Regions from separate parts of the Mus musculus genome. Here region 1 is linked to region 2. A link is a contact called in public Hi-C data. All regions are on one chromosome and are shown on one strand. Each heading gives the region's core, a stretch centred on a gene start, on an enhancer-like site or on the middle of the called end of the contact. The rest is flanking DNA. Distances are from core to core; before and after follow the strand shown. Region 1 overlaps Itga1 (integrin alpha 1). Region 2 holds the start of Mocs2 (molybdenum cofactor synthesis 2).

Evidence for each region. Hi-C and Micro-C count contacts between places; a contact is called where the count stands out from the background.
Region 1: a Hi-C map of neural stem cells shows a contact between it and region 2, with 10 times the contacts expected there. The contact joins the enhancer-like site here to the promoter of Mocs2 in region 2. A contact is called at or near these places in 27 of 39 promoter capture datasets (the 3T3-L1 cell line, 3T3-L1-derived adipocytes, the C10 cell line and 18 more), 8 of 15 datasets of contacts at CTCF or cohesin (CD8 T cells, the G1E-ER4 cell line, the NIH/3T3 cell line and 4 more), 277 of 484 Hi-C or Micro-C datasets (the 63-12 cell line, the AML12 cell line, the AtT-20 cell line and 140 more), 49 of 115 datasets of contacts at active chromatin or transcription factors (the 230-238 cell line, CD4 T cells, CD4 single positive thymocytes and 35 more) and 6 of 9 other capture datasets (adipose tissue, embryonic stem cells, embryonic tail and 3 more).

What each region holds. Positions count from the first base shown.
Region 1 is chr13:114,963,091-114,970,753 of GRCm38.p6, reverse strand. It overlaps Itga1 (integrin alpha 1), which reads left to right. Exons shown (of 29, transcript NM_001033228.3): 24 at 162-275; 25 at 2,193-2,297; 26 at 2,446-2,550; 27 at 4,146-4,238; 28 at 5,040-5,156. Among named protein-coding and RNA genes, the nearest start is that of Itga2, 35 kb to the right of the region's middle. Within about 2 kb of position 6,318, at least 146 of the 459 cell types and tissues checked have an H3K27ac peak or open chromatin away from gene starts, as enhancers often do. A contact at or near this core is called in the AtT-20 cell line, CD8 central memory T cells, DN3 thymocytes and 25 more, where this site is marked.
Region 2 is chr13:114,814,601-114,821,484 of GRCm38.p6, reverse strand. It overlaps Mocs2 (molybdenum cofactor synthesis 2), which reads right to left and starts at 3,248. Exons shown (of 6, transcript NM_001113374.1): 1 at 3,162-3,248; 2 at 539-683. The coding sequence starts at 636. Gm34790 (a long non-coding RNA gene) reads left to right here and starts at 3,261. Exons shown (of 3, transcript XR_382937.4): 1 at 3,261-3,551.

The DNA of each region.
Region 1 (7,663 bases), core at 5,069-7,568, 150 kb before region 2:
CCTATGTACTTACGTATGCATGTGAACATACACATACAAACACACATATACCACATGCACAAAAACATGCAAACAAGAAAAGAAGCCAAGTCCTATGTAAAATGGAGAGGACGCCTTGGAAATAGCCGAAAATGATTATATGTGTATTTGTTTTCCTACAGATTAGAAAAAGAGGGCATTTCCCAATGCCAGAACTTCGGCTGGCAATTTCATTTCCCAATCTGACGTCAGATGGCTATCCTGTACTGTACCCAACTGGATGGTCATCTTCTGATGTAAGTTATGGATGGTTTTCAATTTTTGTCATTACAGTTTCTTTTCAAATTTTCTTTTCAAAACTCCTGTTAAAAATTACATTTCCATTTACTTATTTATTTTGTATGAGGAGGTTGGCTTGCATGGGCCACGGTACACAGAGGACGTCAGAGGGCAACTCGTAGTAGTCAGTTTTCTCCTTCCACCACGTGGGCCCTGCAGTTTGTTGACTCAGGGTATCAGGCTTGGCGGCAAGTGCCTTTCACCAGAGGCCCTGGGACAGAACTCAAGACACTGGGATAGCGGTGAACACTTTTTACCCGCCAAGCCCATCTCTGCAGCCCACTGCTACACTCTTCAGCTGATATGTAAGCCTTGGGTTATGTGTGACACTTGTTGTGAGTGTGGTTCTGTTAAAGAAAAACATGGAGAAGCAAGTAAAAATTAATAACTACTCCCATCAATGACAGAATGCATAAGCTCAATATCCAGTGCTCTGGTAACAACCTACAGAAAGCGAGGAGCTAAACCTGCTAGTTTGTTATTCAGTAATGCTGAGGGAGAGCAGTCCAGTGTCGAGGTGCTGATGCCGGAGATGCCCTCTGGGCCACGCTTGCCCTCCCAGCATCTAGTGTTTGCTGGTACCTCTGTGTATCCCTTGACTCCATCCCTCCTGTGATTCTGTGTTCATTTCTGCCCCGATGGTTTTGTGCACCCCTACTTGCATTTTCCTGAAATGTGAGATGTTCTTACCTGGAAAACTTCTATTTAATCACACCCACAAAGACTGAGCTTGCAGCTAAGATTGTAGTCACAGGCTCAGGATGCTCGAACTCAGGCAATGCCCTTTACGAGTCATGGTGCAGTCCAGTAGATATTAGGTAACTGATTGCTGATGGATACTTGATTGTTCATTGTTGTTTAATTTATTTGAGGGAGTCGACTCAATAAAGAAGCCTCATGGTTTTTGTCTAACCATACATGGCTCTACACAAAAGAGCAGATTGCTACTTACTTAACCCCAAATTGTCCCAGCATGGTGGCCCCATTGTATTTATAACACTGAATAGACCCTTTTCTGCTTATTACTATTATTATGTATTTATCATTGTTGTTGTTATTGTCATTCGCTGTTTAGTGTCTAGACCGCAGAAAGCCACTCAGTGATAAGTGAGTGAATGCCTGGGTTCAACATTTAACATTCTGCCTTCTTTTCACCCAGTTTTTCAACACTAAAGCATTCTCAGAATTAAAAATAAAAACATAACAACAGGATTATTTGCTGTGGAAATCATTTAATTATTTTGCTAAGGGCAAGGAAAAAAGAAACCTCTGGAATTTCCCTTGAGGTCAAGAAGACGGGCATCTCATCGAGCACCATCTGCTAATGCTTTCCTTTTCCTCAGCAGAATGTATGCATGTACATTACGTTATTGTCTCTGTATATTTATATCTATGAATTTGAATATCTATATAACGCATAGATAATACAGTATCTATAATTGAACATATACATTGTGGTAAATTTACCAGATTTTCTTTGAAAAACTATAAAATTGATAATTGTGAGCTCTGTTGCAGTTGCAAGGGCCATGAAGACAGTGATTATTACCTGAGGTAGGAATACATGGAAGATGCCTTACTGCCTCTCCTGTGCTGCATACTCACAAATAGACTGTATATGTATATGTATATGTATATATGTATATGTATATATGTGTATGTATATGTATATGCATATGTATATGTATATATGTGTATGTATATGTATTTGTATATGCATATGTATATATGTGTATGTATATGTATGTGTGTGTATATATATATATATATATATATTAATGGCGGTCATTCACAGATCCTTCATATTACTGCACCAACTTATCTTGTTCTCTTGCCTTGGGCAGTGTCTAATGAGGAAATCTTTCCTTTCTTAGAATGTAAACTGCAGACCTCGAAGCCTTGAGGACCCTTTGGGTATCAACTCTGGGAAGAAAATGACAATATCAAAGTCTGAGGTTCTCAAAAGAGGCACAATCCAGGTAAACTAAGTTCTGTTAATTTTTTCTTTACGCTTTCCAAGTGCAGCCTATCCCATGCCAACCTAGAAATATATATCTGAAGCATTTTAATATAGAGCCTGTGATCAGACCGCAAGCACTGTAACGTGTATCTCTAACCATCCAACAGGACTGCAGTACCTGCAAGATTGCTACCATCACGTGTCATCTCCTTCCCTCGGATGTGAGTCAAGTGAATGTCTCACTCATCTTGTGGAAACCAACTTTCATAAAAGTAAGTGCTAGTTCACTATGCAGTAGCTGGGTAAGTCACAGCATTGCCCTGGAAAGAACAGGAGGCTGGGAGTGTCCAAGAATGTGACACTGTGCGGGGCTCATCTTCCCCATCTGCCAATCATTAAGTTTCCTCCAAAGTTCCCCGTCAGATGCAAAGCTCTTGGGCTCTCTCATCGCTAACCTTTGCACTGTACTCCGTTATTGAGGTCTGTGCTTATCTTATTAGTAGTTTGGGACCGAGTTAGGATTCAGAGGATGATATAATGACGTTCCTTGGTGTGATTAACAAAGTAGAAAGCTTGAATAAGAAGAGTGGTGATTTGTGTTTGGACGGTCTATACAAGTATTTCTTTTATCCCTTACAAAGCCACATCCAGCCGAATGCAGGCCGTTTTAAAATAGTTTGTTATACTTTGTAACTTTTGTTCATTTCTTTTTTATTTTTACTTATTTATTTTGGTTTTTCGAGACAGGGTTTCTCTGTGTAGCCCTGGCTGTCCTGGAACTCACTCTGTAGACCAGGCTGGCCTCAAACTCAGAAACCTGCCTGCCTCCGCCTCCCAAGTGCTGGATTAATGGCATGCACCACCAATGCCCGGCTGTTCATTTCTTTAAAGAAATATTTAGTTGATCATATAGGCCTAAGAATTTTAGGTTTGTCCCTATTAAGATGACAATGTAAGTCATCAAGGTTTAATATTGTATCATGCACAATCCTTAATAAGTACCTATGCATAGTCCTCATTATTGGAATGTAGCTATCCCATACATACCTAGATGCAGGTAAGTCCGAAGTTCGCTTTTCTAGAGAAAAATCTGAATGGAAGTTATATTGAAGTTTTCGGTCTCATTCTATAAAGAGGATCTAAGGGACGGTTTGATGGGGGCAGCGGGAAGTGAAAGAGGTATCCGCAGTCACAAGTGTATTAATCTCACAGAACAATCTCAGTTTTCTTCTATTTTCTTTTTCAAACCTTACACACATGTACACAATAGATCTTGATGCTATCTACACCTCACTCCCCTTCCAGCCCCTACAAGAGCTACACCAGACATCCTGTCTTCATTTTATAACTTGTTATTTATTTGTATTTATTAATCCACCAAATACAATTGTGGCACGCCATATTCATGATGTAAGGTCATCTACTTAGTTGAGGGGAGGGGCGCGCGGGGGGCACCACTGGCCACATGCATAGCCATACTAAATAGACTTACCAGACTGTGTTTTATATCTCTTCATCTATAACAACAATCAAGAATAAGAGATAATGAATTTGAAAGGGAATGGGGGTTTATGGGAAGGGCTGGAAAGAGGGGAGCACAAGGGAATGATGGAACTATATTTTTATGTTAAAATATATTTTTTTAAAAAAGAAAGAAAGAAAAGCGACTTTCCCAACCCCTTAAGTTCCTTAGCTAGAGGTGAGACCTCGGGAGCCTCTCCCAGTCCGTACTGGAATTTCAGCTGGGTTGATCTTGCCCGACCTTACATGGGGGACTGCAGAAGGTGTGGTGACTGTGCCGCACAGACATGACTACCGTCATCTTGGTTAACGCGGAGCATTAATACGAACCCCACCTGCCTTTCAGGCACATTTTTCCAGCTTAAATCTTACCATACGGGGAGAACTTCAGAGTGAAAACTCATCGCTGACTTTAAGCAGCAGCAACCGGAAACGAGAGGTAAGTGCGGCTGCGCGTCTGGAAACGTTACGGCATTTAAATGCAGACTTGGCCAGGGTGTTTTATGATCGTATACAGGGGTGTAAGCAGCGATTGAACGGACGCTCATGTCAGACATGGATTTGATTTCCATCGGCTTCTAATGTGATTTTCAGGCTTGGTCTTATTCCTTAGAAGCTAGGAAAGCCGTCATGTTTACAACTCACCAGCCATGTTTGACTTTATCGTCTCCTCCTCAGAAGACATTGTAAAATCTATTTGCAGAAAATGCCTGTGTGTGTGTGTGTGTGTATTTAAATATATGTGTATATATTTAGAACTGTATATGTATGTATGTTCTCACACACACACACACACAATTTGTTTTAAAACTCCTTCACTTAGTCATTGGAAAATCCAAAACAAAGATGAAGTCATTCAAGCTGAGTCCTTGGTAAAAGTACACGTATTTTATCCTTGACTTTTTAGAAAATTAAGCCGAAGGACTTATTTTAGACAAAAGCATGATTTTCTCATCCTGTCCTGGGAACATTTAGAAATCCCATCTGAGTGAGCCGTACCATTTAAGTTGTAAAACTCTGTTTCGAACTGCTCTACATTTTCGTCATAATAAATTTGATATTATGGGACATTGTGAGTAAATGAAAGGCATTCTCAAACGTAAACCAAATGTTTTCTCTGTATACAGTAATGAGATTAATTACACTGTTTGGTAGAAAAATAAAGCCCACCCGGACTCGGTGTTCCAGGAGTTCTGATGGGTGTTTATCAGCGTTAACAACCGTGTTTAATAATTTTCAGCTGGCTATTCAGATATCCAAAGACGGGCTCCCAGGCCGAGTGCCGCTGTGGGTTATCCTCCTGAGCGCCTTTGCGGGACTCCTGCTGTTAATGCTGCTTATATTAGCTCTGTGGAAGGTAAGCGCCATGGATACTGCCCATGCTTACTCCAACCACCAAGAGACAATGAGCAAAATAAGTTAGGAGTTATTGATGCTCTCGTACATAATAAAGTGCAAGCTTTCATGTGAGAAGAGAGATTTTTTTAAATGACTTTCATACATTGAGTCTCATTTTTACAGAGTCTCATTTTCACAAAGGAAAAACCATGTGCCTCGATTGGGGATACATATATCCAAAATCCCTGGGCATCCTTTTTACAGGGGAAGATTACTAAGGACCATTTAACTTAACATTTACCTAAAATTGTAATAAGTCTATCTCTTACTTTTTAAAGAAAGGAAAACAAAAACCTAGTTTTATGGCAAAAGTAGTCTGAAGTCCTATATCAATGAAGGACATACGAGGAATAGACTCATAATTGAGATGAACCTTGTTTTAGCCACTCTGTGTGTCTTAAAGATAAAATGCTTCTTTGGTGTATAAACAGAAAAGACAACATATTTTCTTTTGTGTGGCTGTATAAGGAACATGCAATACAATAGTAAAATAGTATAATGAAGAGCATAAGGTTCAGAGACCCCCTATACCAAAATCCTTTGGGAACACCAAGGTGGTAATTTGTTTTCTTTCAAGTTAATTTAGATATTTACTGAGATGGTCTAGGGTGAGAAATGTAAGAACATATTATTTTCAAACAAGCCATGATGATAGCTTTTATGATGAATTTATCAGAAAACAAAATAACAGAGAAAAGTTGAATTCAATATTTTTTCAATTAAATATGGAATTATAATTCTTTCTTGCATTAACATTTTACCTACTGCCTCTTTAAATAAAGCATGCAAAAATTAAAAACTGTAACTACATACTCATTTTTCTATTGTATGAACAGTAGAATTATTTTTATCTAGCGAAATTTTTTTTCTTGCTGAGCTACAACTATTATCACCCTTCCTGAGTTTTCTGTGATGACAAACTTCCTCTTTGGGAGATTTCCTCCAGGGAGAATATGCCCAAGCAGCTTTGGATTCCATAAACAGACTCTATGATCCTTCCCTATCAAAGCTCCAAGACACAGTTCACACTCAGCAGCATCCTCTGAAGTTCCTAGGGGCCAATGTTCTCTGCAGTACCTGGCTTGGCCACACTGTGGTACCCAAGGCCTGGTTTCTACATTGTGCTTGGCACAGACTGGTTTCCTGGCTTAGAAGCACCTCTGATTCACCCTGTGCCTGAGGATGCCTCCTAGTTAGTGTGATGATGTCCTTCTAATTAGTGTGAGCGCTGACTGAGCTCATATGGCATGACGTTAGGGCTCAAGGACAGTCAGGCTGATATTAGGATGAGTTCCACTGACTTCATACCTCTATTTAAACCAAACAAACAAAAGGGAATTTTCACCCACCTGTTTCTAATTCCTTAGTTTGAAAAAGCCCAGATAGAAAAATAAAAACATTTCCAGAAAGTGTTGTGTTGATACCTACTTACAGCTTCTACGATTGTCTTTGCCACCCACAAACGGTCAGCTAACAAACTCTGGGCTGTCTTGCCATGTATGTTTAGTTAGTTCAAACGCCTTCCGGAAAGGCTGCACAATCGCAACTCTGACTCTATGACAGACAGAAGGAGCTAGCTCTTAGTAAGTGCTTACCATGTCCCAGGAACTCTGTTAAGCACCCTGCTTCCAAGCATCCTTGCTATTATGACCCTTAGTGTAGAAGTTGGGTCTGCTTCTTCCTCCCAGAAATAAGACCCACTCTCAAAATATATTTATAATATCTGACTAGATCATAACTTAACCCATTTATTTTAACTTAGACTTTGCCCCATGGCTGATTTCCTGTGCTCAGATACCATGCATCCAGCTCTTCACATCTTCCCAGGGCAAATCTGCCTAACATTAAATCCCAGAATTCTTTCTGCCTCCCGGATGTCCCACCTTCTAGTCTACCCTTTCCAATAGGCCATAGGGTTTTCTTTTAATTGACAGGTGCCACATCCATACAGACACAAGATATTCGCTGAACACCTCAGTCTCTAAACGAGGAATGAAGTTACAGACAAGGTTTGCATGTTTTTCAGGGCCGCAAAGACAGTAATATTCTGAATAAGAGTTTGAGTAGATATTAACTGATTCCATTCTGTGGTCCTTACAACTTTTATAGCAATACATTGTAACTGCATTTTACACCTGTAAATGTTAAAACAAAGGTAAGGAGACTTAGTGAACCATGCCCACCCCACCCCACCCCAACCCCAAGATTATCAAGGAGCGAACAACTAGATACAACTAGCATTGTTTCTAAAACCTCTGCATTTTTTAAAAATAAATTCTTTGGCTGAACAGTACAGGGTATAGGATCATGATTCCTTTGAAACATGTAAAATACTTGACTTAGAAAAAAAATTCAGAGAACATATAAAACAAAATACTACAGTTGGAAGAAAAACCATGAGAAGCAAGGACATGCCTTTTATTATTTGATTCACACGATGTCCAAGTCCCATTGCTGATGAGTCTT
Region 2 (6,884 bases), core at 1,999-4,498:
GGAGGCCAAATGGCAACACTGGTGTCTTCCTCAATTGCTTTCCATCTTATGTTTTGAAACAAGAGTCTCTCAGTTAATCTGGACTTCACTGGCCTGCACATCCTTAGGGATCCATCTGTCTCTGCCTTCCAGGGCTGGGGCTAAAATAATGTGTTGCCACATCTGGCTTCTACAGAGGTTCTAGGTCCCTAATAAGGCCTCATGCTCATTCATACAAGCACTTCACAAAGGGAGGCACCTGCCCAGTCCCTAAAGACAAGGTATTTTAAAATTTCTCTGAGTTTGTTTTCCCACCATCAAAACACATGCATCATAAGATCTCAATGAGAAATGTTAAATGAATATAATGAACACATCAAACTGCTTACTCTAGGGGTCATGGGAGACGGTAGACAGTATTCATCACAACCTAGCATCAGTATAGAAATCCCAGTTGCTGCTGCCTCGGTAAAGGACTGGTGCAGTCAGCCTCACACAGAATAGACAGTAAGAGCAAACCATGCGCAAGGTATCCTGAGGCTGGTCCTTCACCACATACCCAGATGGCTCAGATGCATTATCCTCCACTGATTGGCGGGATGATGGCAACCTCATCTCCGGGCTGAAGCAGGAGTTGCTGATCTCCAAGCTCGACATACTCTTGACGAACAGCAAATATCACCTGGTTTCTAACATCAGCCAACCTGAAGGAGAAACGGCCCTGGTTAGACCCTGTGAACTGCTCCTCACACCTCCTCAGCTGCATTAAGTAATACTTCATTCACGAAGGTACTGACCTAACTCTCACTACGTAGAACACACTTGACCCCAAAGATATGTGAGGTTACTCTAAAGCTAAGGCCAGTGGGAAGATAGGAACTATCATAAAACCCAAGCTCAGCAGTGCGTGGGGTTTGTTATTCTCCGTCCGCTTTTCCTTTAACCTCAGAAACCTTTTGAGTATTCTAAAGAAGAGAAAAGGACAGAAAAGTTTACAGACCTATATTCAAAACTTTGGAGAAAAGAAGAAAAAAAAAATCAAAACAAAAACTTCCCAACGAGAACACAGCCTTTTCGTATGAAGCCGGCTGCTGGCTTACAGGTAGGTGAAACAGCACAAAGGGCTTGCCAACCTTTCACAGAGGGAAAAGGTGACTTGAGTGGTTCCTAGCCAGGGAGAAGCATGCAGCCCTTCTGAGCACACAGTGTGGCACAACCTTCCGAACGGCGCCACCCTTTTTAATACAGTTCCTCACATCGTGGTGACCCCCAGCCACACAATTACTTCATTGCTACTTCATAACTGTCATTTTTGCCGCCGTTATGAATCGTAATGAAAATATCTGATATGCTATCTAATAGGTGACCCTTGTGTAAAGGTCATTCGACCCCTTGGGGGGGGGGTCGCCACCGACAGGTTGGGAGCTACTGGTATAGCACCTTCCGCACAGAGCAGAGCTCTGGGGGAAACCTCTCTCCGCAGGCTGAAGCAGCACCACTCGTGTTCCTGGGACAGTGTCCAGCCATTCTATAGCTCATCCCGACAGGGCTTCAGGGAAAAATAATAAGTTTCATTTCAGATTTTCAGGGGCCAGTGAGAAATTTTCAAATATTATAAAACCCAAGCTCAGAAGCATGTAGGGTCTGTTATACTTCATTTTTCTTTCAATCTCAGAAACTTTTGAGTATTTTAAAAGAGAGAAAAGGACAGAAAGGTTTATAATGTATCTTTTTAACAGCATCTTTCAATTTTTCATCTTAGGCTATAAAAGGCAGAACTTGCATTTTTCTGTCTTAGAAATTAGAAAAATGATTGTAAATTACATAAACATATCTAGGGGGCATCCACTTGACTGCTTTTCTAGTAAATTATCTATGGTGTTCCTTGTGGTACTTGGATGTTTCTAAATACCAGAGTTTTAAATTTTCAAGAATTTTAAAAGAACTAGTACTCTTGTGTGAGAACACACATACGCACACTCACACGTAATTTACACATTTTAGAAACCTTTACATGTTCATCATATGCACTCTATAACGTTAGCTACCCAGGATGGAGACTCTCTAGCTCCTTCCACAGCTCTGACGCTTTGATTTCCTGTGGCACAGAAATGGTCTCCGAGCGAACTCCGGCTATTTCAGCACTTTTTGCAAAATACAACACGTCAATCTGAAAGGAGAGAGGATAGTCTAAATAACCCGCACCAAGAAGGCTCCTCGCTCCCCAAATGCAATGGCTCACAAAACTTCAGTATTGGCCTGGTGGTGGTGACACATGTCTTTAAACCCAGAACTGGGGAGGCAGAAGCAGTCAGATCTATGTGAGTTCAAGACAAGCCTGGTCTACCAGAGTGTAGTTCTGGAGAGCCAGGACTACACAGAGAAACCCTGTCTCGAAAAACATAAACAAACAAACAAAACACTTCCATATATCTATAGATTCATATTTGAGACAAACGCTTTAAAATCACTTCTGATTTCTGCCTACTGTTCAGACCTCTCACAATCTCAAGCTTGTGTGGCAGCATTAAAATCCTACTAAATTTCCTTAGAAAACATGCTAAGTCTGACTTGACACGGAATCGATTCTTCCATCAGCCGCGAAGCAGAGACAGAGGTCTGAGTCAGGGGGTGGATTACACAAGTAAATTAAATAACCCAGTCAGCAAAGGCCTAGCTTTCATTTCACAGTGGTCAAATGACCTTTGATTCCGTCCTACATTACGATTGAGTTACAAAACACAGAACATTTGACATGCAGCAAAGCAAATGGGCTTGAATTACAGGATCAACTGGTAGTTTCTAGGCCAAACCCGTGTAATCAGCCTGGGAACTAAGGGACCTGACTGTGCACAAGGTCTCACCTGTCACTCAGTACAACTCGGTCTCTCCACAATAATCACGGCTGCTGCAAACTATCCTGAGCCTGTCAATCATTGGGTGATGCGCATTTCCTCACAATAATTCCTAACTAGGAGCGTTTTAATTTTAAAAAGTGTCAAAATAAATCATCCGGAATGGTAGGGAAAAAAACCGTCTAGGTAATCGGTCGTGAAGGCCATGACCTGGACACCAGAGTTCGGGGACAGAACTTGACATTCAGCGAGCAGCAGGCGCAAGACCCGGAACCCGGGAGGAGTTAGAGAGGAAGGGGCGCCCCAGCCGCGCGAACCAACTCTTACCTGGCACCTAGGAACCATCCCGCTACACACCGCGAAGCCAGTTCTCCAACCCCTAGAGGCGCCGGTGACTCAGAGCGCATGCGCAGCCGGATGCTCCACCTTCTGGGTGGTGCTCAACCCCGGGCGTGTGGACACTGCGCCTGCGTACACTTCGCTCCGCCCCGCCACGCCTCCTGCACCCACAAAAGTTTACTCTGCTTTTGGATCCCAGTGCTGCGACCTCTTGTGTGACCCGGCAGGGTGGCCTTCCCCAGGCTAACCTATGCGGCCCCTCCATCCAGTGTGGGATCCGGGTTCTTATTCGCAGCGTGGAGACGGTATCTGACTGTCACTTCAGTGTTTTAGGCGCTCAGGAGTTTCTGAGCCAGCGACCCCATCCAGACTTCCTAGGTACACATCTCTGCCTTAGTTGTCGCGTGGGTACGTGGATTTAAGTGGCCCTCGCTGGGCGCTCAGTCCGGGTTAACCGTAACTGTGTTCCAACTGTAATCTTAGTAAAAACCTTACCTTTCAGTTGAGAGTGGCGGGGGGCGTGGCTGGGTCACCTGCTGTAGGAAGTCTCACCGAGGAGATTCTTGTGCCAAATACATTTGCCAAAATAGTAACAAATACGGAAGGAAAGGACATTTCACGTTCTGTGTCAAGCTATGGGAACGTAAAAATTGGGTAATAAATTTCCAGAAGGAAAATAGTTGGCAAGATGGGTGTACTCAGTTCAAGGAAGAAATAGAAATGCAGAAGGGGAAGGGTGGGCAGAGGGGAGTAATAAGCCCGATTATGATTTGCATCAACATTTATTTTGATAAGGTTGCTAAACATTAAGGTTAAATATTTATGTCCACATGCTGTTAGGTAAACGAGGAAACTGACAGTCACTCTGGGCTCCTGGGTCGTTTCCAGTGACAGCAATGAGCAATATCTTCAATAGGCTAAGAAACAATGCATAGTTCAATGTGGTTTTGCAAACAAACTGGTGCATATAAAGGCTAGAGCCTATCATTCCTGCTTGGGGGCGGAGAGGGCAGGTGGGACCTCAAAAATTGCCTAAGAGCTCTTCCTAAAAACTTCCTTTGGTGGACTCAGAGATGAGACAGGGTTAAGCCTGTGCTAGGCTGCTCTGCCAGAGGACGCAGGTTCAATTCCCAGCATCCACATAGGCGGTGCTCAGACACTCATACAGGCAAAACACCCACACACATAAGAAATAAAATCTTAACAAGGACAAAGACAAAGCTCAATAATGTTTTACTCTATTCAAATATTAAAAATCCAATTATGAGACCATGACATCAGGATAATGCCATTCATTTTGAAAATATCCTCTTTATTCTACAAGATTCTTAGGGCTGAGATGTTGCTTAGTGTAAAGTCACAATCCACAGCACTGAACAGTAAAAATTTTTAAAATTCTTTTACAAGTTAAAAGAAATAATGTTTTCAAATGGCACACATTTTCCTGCGGTTTTTCTGTTGATGGATTTAACTTAATAGCTTAGTTAAAAAGAAAAAAAATTCTTTGTCAGCCTATTCCAAATCTTGTTGGGGAAACACGCTGTCTCCTTTCTGAGTTATTAGTGGAGTGAGTCTTTTCAAGGTTTTTGGCCTCTAGTACTTCCAGTTTCTATTCATTTTTTTCTTCATTACTCAAATAATAAAAAAAAAAAATACAGCCCTATCTTAAGTTCTGATTGCAAACCAGACTAATACCAGGATATTTTCATGTTATGCTGAAGACTTTAATGTTATTTTAGTTACAAACTCATTAATTACATAAGTGGGTAATTAGAATGGAACATAATAAATTACTAGGAATAGCCTAACCTCTTTAGTAGCAAGGTTATTGTTTTGCTTAAGTTACAATTTATTATAAAAAAAATCTAGTCACTATTTTCTCAGTCTGTACTAAATGAGATGCCATTTAGTTAAAAATACAGACATAAATTTAGATAAAGACATTTCCGCCTTATTTCTAGATTTAAAAAAAGAATCTAAACTCTGATATTAGAAATGTAGAACATTTTGGCTCCTCACAAAAGGATCTATTTATTTGAGGAAGATATCTCAGGAATGACTGTATTTCCAAAAATGTTCATTCCCTTTTCCAAAATGTTTTCCAAGAAATGTCTGTCAGGGTCTATGTTCATTAGATTTGCTAAACAAATTTTGAATGCACAGGTAACATCATTTCCTGTCTGATTAATATTGTGTAAATACTTCCCACCATTACTACTGCACATTACTGCTGTGCAGGTTAGTTTAAATGTCCACCGGTCACACCCTTGAATAAACTGGAAAAGGAGCTCCAATCTAAAAATAATATAGATCAGGCTCTGTGGACATGTCTGTGGGAAAGCCTTGATTGGTAATTGGCCATCCTTGGCATGGTGACGTCCCCTGGTCTGGGCCTTGAATTTTATAAGTCTGGAGAAAGCCAGAAGCAAGCAAGCAGGCGGCATGGTGCACACATTTCTTCTGCTCTTGACTGAGAATGTGAAGTGACCAGTTGTCAGCTTATTGCTGCTATGACTCTCTCTGTAACCTGGAACCACAAGCCAAATAAACCCTTTCTCCCCTAAGTTGCTTTTGGTCAGGGTGTTTTTTCATAACAAGAAAAACAGCTTAGTCTCTACTTGAACTGAGCCTGAAGTGAAAAAAAATTTTTTTTCTGTTTCTAAAACAAACAAGGCAATTTATCTGCCTACTTCAGGGGTTTAAAACAATCAAGCAAACAATCTGGATGTCTTGTGTATTCACCTTCATCACAGCCTATCTCTATTCTTGTCTAAACATTTTCTGTGACCTGTTTTTAGTTATTAATTTAAATCTAAGAGCCCCTAGGTACCTACTGCTCATTGTCAAGGACCCCTCTTGGAATGTGACTTGGTTTCACAGATTGGAAAACATGGAGCCTATGATCATATGCTATATGAAAAAATATATATATAATAGATCTTGAAATTTCAGTCTTTATGCAATTCTTTGAGTATAATAGAATTTATGCTCAGCAGAAATATTTCTGAAGATGATCGGGAGCTGGTATAAGATAAAGAGACACTGGACTAATATCTTTGAAGAATTTCAAATGCCATTTTAAAAAAAACTGATAACATGGTAATTATGTTTTGAAATACTAGCTTTACATAAACCCACATGAAATTATGCATCTTTACAGGTGACCCAAAATTTCCAACACCAATCTACACAAATGACTTATGAAAACAGATTTATTATTAAGGCCTGCTATAAGAAGCATGCCCAGCGCAAGGCATGTATTATTGAACACACTTCACAATGCCTTACGCACCACACCTTGTAGGTGTATACATATTATCAAGTTGGCTTTGTGATCAAATGAGTGTTTGAAATTATGCTATACTTCTTGTTTTATTCATTAGTAATTTGTAAAGAATAAACCCCACATAAACTCCATATCCTTGTTAGTTTATTCAAGGAGTAAGGTCAAAAGAAGCATGCCTTTGGGGCTAGTCATTTCTATTACAAATCTTTCACCTCAAAAAGTAGGGAGCTAGCTCTTAAAGACACCTGTGATCATTTTTAAAAACATTTTTTTTGAAAACCAATATGCAATCTTCCAGTTGAAGGTGGCAACAGAAGTCTGGATCTCAAATTTTTGTTGTGTGAAAATCTAAGATTTGCACATAGAGATATGCAAGAGGCACAAGTAAGGAAAGGGGGAAGAAGAGAGAGAAGGGGGGGAGGAAG